2 separate regions of the Lactuca sativa genome follow, and region 1 is linked to region 2. A link is a contact called in public Hi-C data. All regions are on one chromosome and are shown on one strand. Each heading gives the region's core, a stretch centred on a gene start, on an enhancer-like site or on the middle of the called end of the contact. The rest is flanking DNA. Distances are from core to core; before and after follow the strand shown.

Region 1 (2,700 bases), core at 13-2,512, 510 kb after region 2:
AAACACATCTAGTCACCCCATAACAACTCAAAAAAGAAGGCAGTGCAGCTCGCTGAGTCACTCAATTTGTGCCATCTGTCATCCAGGTAGGATTCTCCACAACATGGTGATGATGATCTTTCGTTTGCAAGTCTTGCCACCCGTTCATGACGTGGTATGTATCACATTTGCCAATCTTACTTACCAACAAATGGCATAGAAATCGTAGGTAAAAAGAAAAAAAAAATCCCCCCAATCACCAAGATTACAATTTAAAAGATTTTCTTAGGTATTTGGTATGGAAAACAATAATCTTTAGAACTTATAGATAGCACATGTAAACAGAAATAGTGATAACTTGAGTAAACAAAAAGGAAACAAGATAAGGGCAGATAGATTATAACAATCCAAAATTACCAGACTTCATATCCACCCGATCAACTTTTCCATATTTTCTAAAGAGACGCTCCAGTTCACCCTGTCTTGCATCAAACTCGAAGTTCCCACAGAATATGGGCCTCATTTTACCTTCAAAAAAACAGACAGTTTGATAAGAATGATTGATAAAGCTACACAATGATATCCCAAATACACATGTACATCAGATTATCCCAAAATAGACATCCAAAAATTCAATTTTCCTTCAACTATACGCGACCTGTATGAGTATTTGATGTCTAATTATCACAAAGAAACTACAGATAGTGTACTACAAGCAGATAATATTATATTAATCAATGATATATGCATGATAGATTCGCCTTCACCACCAACCGACCAACAAGAATCTAAACAAAATAGCAAGCTATTGAAATCATTAATAACAAGCAATACATTACGTCAAAATGAAATGGAATCAAAAGAAGATCGCAGCAACAGGCAGGTCAACGGAGAACAAAAATAAACATCTCCAACCAACAAATTTCTAGATCTAGACATTCATGAAAAGAGTACGTTGATTTAAAACATATAACTAAACGCGGATTCAAAAGCACAATGTTGATGTACAAAACAGCATCAGATCCAATTATATACAATAATACAGATATATAACAGAAGCTGACAATAACTAGCACGTTAAGCAACAAATTATAATTCAAATTCTTAGATCAATCGAGGACTAATTCTACAGATGAGGTGTTACCTTCAAAATGGGAAAGAGCAAAACCCTAATCTGCAGAGAATAGATGAGACCGATGAAGATAAAAATATCTTGGTGTATTGACGGCAAGGTTGCTCGAGTTTCTATATATAGTACGGAATTTACATTAACTTCCCCTATCTTCATGATATACGCAATATTGGTTCGTTAAAACTGAATTTCACAGAATTGACCCCTTGAGTGGTTTCATATGTATGATTTAGTAAAATAATTTAAATAAAACAAATTGTTTTTTTACTAACATTATTAAAAAAACTCTTGTTAAAATATTATAGAATATCAAAAAAATTGAATATTAAAAAAAATATAGACAATATAATACGTGTATTATATTATATTTTTAACAGTATAACCAATCTTTTAAAATTTCATCAACATTTTATTTTTATACTAATAAAGTTTACTTTTACTCTCTTTAATGAAATAAAATACAAGTCACATTTCTAAATAAAACAAAATATGATGATTTTATCTTTTTTATCTCAATATACATCAATAAAAATAGATCAATTTTAGGGTGGGTTTAAACATATATTTGAACTTTGTTTTTTACAAATTTTATTTGGGCTTAGATCTCCCCCAACTTTCTTACTTGACAAATGACATTAAGTAACATGTAACAAATTTGACATCCAAAACAAACCATTTGTGGCATGTGGGAACTTTTTGTCCCCGACATGTCATTGGATATTTTGTCACAAGCTTGATAGCGGTAGAAAACTTAAGTTATATAAAGGTATGTCCATTGGCTCAAGGTTTCTCTCAACAACTTGGTCTCAATTATGATAGACTTCAAGTTATTTTCTTGAAACACAAATAGTTAGGTAGATATGTCGTATAATCCGTGTAGTAGAATGATTGACATTTGTTGATGCTTTTATTAGTTAACAACAATCCTATAACATCCTATAAAGATGACTAACCAAAACCATTTTTAAATGCCAACATTTATACAAGATGCAGAAGAAAATGAATTGACAATAGTTATATCTTTTAGTTATAAACTTATAATTGATTGATATTAAAATGCAAGTAAAATTATCATAATTTAATGTTAAAACAATAATGGGTTGCGGCATAGTCCATTTACCTGTTACGTCTATATAAAACTTTTATGATTAAAATAAGGGATAATGACTTGAAAGAGTAACGAACTTTCGGTTTTGTTTACATTTAGTCACTAAACTTTTTTTTGTTATATATTTGCCACTAAACTATTGAAATTGTTCACATTTTACCCTTATGACCGGTTGTTACCGGTCATAAGGGTAAAATGTGAACAGTTTCAATAGTTCAGTGGCAAATAGATAATGAAAAAAAGTTTAGTGACTAAATGTGAACAAAATCGAAAGTTCGTTTCCCTCTAAAAAAATGTTAACATTTCATAAAACATGTTAACAGTTTTACTTAACTTTATATGTCTAGTTAAATAATCATAAATTTCAATAATTATTCAAACTTTTTAAGAAAATACAATCTCAAATATAAATCAATTGTCCGGATAAATTAAAAATGTCTAAATTCTAAACAACTTGACTTTCATTTCGATATCCTTGTTA
Region 2 (2,700 bases), core at 56-2,555:
TTAATTTTTGGCTTTATCCTCGTTTACTCATATAAGTTTTGAAATTGTACTCATTTAGTTACTAAACTTTTAAAATAAAGTTATAAAAATGAAGTATAAATAACTTTTAAAAATGAAAAAATAACCAAATAAGCACAAACCCAAAAGTTAAATGATCAAAAAAATGTTTAATGATCATTCTGACACAAATTTAAAAGTTTGATAACCTATTAAAACTTAAAATGAGTAAGTGGTCAAATGAACACATAACCAAAAGTTAAGGTTACATTTAGTTGCAGGAAAATGAGCCGTTTTCTGAAGAAAAAAAAATGAAAAATGAATAAGTTTTAATTTAAAATGAAAAATGAAAATGAAATATACATGTATATTAAACACGTTTTCTAATTTTCTAAAACTGAAAATAAAAAATGAATAAGTTTCCAAATTTTCCAATTAAAATTGAAAACAAGAAACGAAAATTAAAATGGGAAAGTGAAAAATAGAAAATAAAAAATGTTTTTCGTAACTAAACACAACTTAAGTGACCAAAAATAACTTCAAGCATATTTTTTATGGTATTTTTTATAACATTTATAAACATGTTTAGCAAAATAAGTTGAAAGTTAGACAGCTAAAAACTAAAACTATAGTTTTATCTGTATATAAACATTCGACAAAAGACTATAAAACTAGAAAAAGTAAAAATAAAAGGTATTAAAAATCATTTGAAGTATTTTTGGATTAAAAGTTTTTTTGTTCAAAATTAAAATTAAAATCTCTTACAAAGTTTTTTTTTATCGGGTTTCCTTTTTTTATAAAAATTTAAAACTAAAAACTTCATAAAACTCTTAAAAGCTACAGTTGTTTGATTGAAGGTTCAAGCTTTTAAGAAGAAAGGACAAATACAAAAGCTGCGTAAGTTTTGGTGTAGATTTAAGAATATTACAATCTTACAAACATCCAATCCAATAAAAAAAATAGAAAAATGGTAAAAAGAAAAAAAGTTTTGGTTGGACAGGAAGAACCAAGTTGCCTCAATTTTACCGAGAGGCGAGAAACACTATATTTGGCGGCTTCTCATGAGTAATGAGTGCATATTATATTTTAATTAGCACATTTTCTTATTTCTTGAAAAAAAACGAAGACACTGACTGACTCCAATAAATATATAAATACAAAAATATATAATTGTCTATATATATATATATATATATATATATATATATATATATATATATATATATATATATATATATATATATATATATATATATATATATATATATATATATATATATATATATATATATATACACACACACTCTGTGTTCTGTTCGTTGTCCATTCATTTTCATTTAGTTTTCATCTCTACCCTCTACACTTCTCCAGAATAATAGAATAGAAGATTTAATCTTTTTTTTTTTTTTAAATCCCACCATTATTATTCATTTCCTTATATTCCCATCTACATTCGTTTTGTGTTTCAAAGTAGATCTAAAATTTGTCTAAACTTCTTTGTGTGTGTGTATTTTTTTTTCTTTTATTTTTCTTTTTGTCCGAAATGGGTTTTGTTATATATGACACCATCAAGATCTTCGCAAAGTCAATGCTTTGATCTGAGTTCCTCCCTGCTTATTTTCCGGTGAATCTGAGTCAACGATGATGCGTATGAGAACTAAAACAACAGAGTTGACTTCCATGAAAGGGAGCTCAGCCGTCTCAGCCACAAGAGACGGCGGCGATGAAGACGAATTGGAGGTCCGGCCGGGAGGAATGCTGGTTCAGAAGCGAGACCCGAATGAAGTACAAACCCGCGTTCCTCCACCAACCATTCGAGTTCGGGTCAAATACATGTCAATATACCACGAAATGATTATCAGTTCTCAAGCAACATTTGGTAATAATAAAAGCTATTACAGTTAGTTAGTGTGTGACAATGGAATTAGTGTATCCCCAAATTCAATTTACGATTGGGTTTTGTTACAGGAGAATTGAAGAAGATGTTAACCGGTCCGACCGGATTACACCATGAAGATCAAAAGATCATATATAAAGATAAAGAAAGGGCCTCGAAAACGTATCTCGATGTTGTCGGAGTAAAAGATAAATCAAAAATGGTATTGGAAGAAGACGCAATAAGCAAAGAGAAAAGGTATCTCGAAGCTCGAAAGAACGCCAAAATTGAAAAGGCGGCTAAATTGTTATCGGAGATTAGCCTGGAAGTCGATAGACTCGCCGGCCAGTTGTCGGCGCTTGAATCCGTTATCTCTAAAGGAGGAAACGTGGCGGAGAAGATGGTATCGAATCTGATCGAGTTATTGATGAATCAACTGATTAAATTAGATGAAATTAAAATCGACGGCGATGTAAATTTGAAGAAGAAAAAACAGGTTACTTCTTAATTCTTAATTCTTAATTGACAATTTAATTTTCTCTTGATTTTTGGATAAATATGTACATATTGTGAAATTTATAGGTGGAAAGAGTTCAGAGATACGTTGAAACTCTGGACGTTATGAAGGTGAAAAACGCAAGGAATCAAGTACCCAAGCAGCAACCACCGCCACCGACACCACCAGCGACCACCAACGGCCACCAATCTAGGCGTAAATTTACACCAACTACGGTGGCGCATCAACATCAAGAGCCGTCGAGCAAGAACACATCAGGGGCAGTTGTTGTAACCACACAATGGGAGACTTTTGATTCCTTGCCGACAAT

What was found. Hi-C and Micro-C count contacts between places; a contact is called where the count stands out from the background.
Region 1: a contact with region 2 is called in a Hi-C map of bud, with 8 times the contacts expected there. The contact joins the promoter of LOC111904013 here to the promoter of LOC111904010 in region 2. A contact is called at or near these places in 3 of 4 Hi-C or Micro-C datasets (bud, leaf and seed).

Annotation. Positions count from the first base shown.
Region 1 is chr8:11,837,524-11,840,223 of Lsat_Salinas_v11, forward strand. LOC111904013 (serine/arginine-rich splicing factor RS40) reads right to left here and starts at 1,263. Exons shown (of 6, transcript XM_023899793.3): 1 at 1,124-1,263; 2 at 397-507. The coding sequence starts at 502.
Region 2 is chr8:11,332,086-11,334,785 of Lsat_Salinas_v11, forward strand. It overlaps LOC111904010 (BAG family molecular chaperone regulator 2), which reads left to right and starts at 1,306. Exons shown (of 3, transcript XM_023899789.3): 1 at 1,306-1,876; 2 at 1,966-2,369; 3 at 2,456-2,700. The coding sequence starts at 1,639.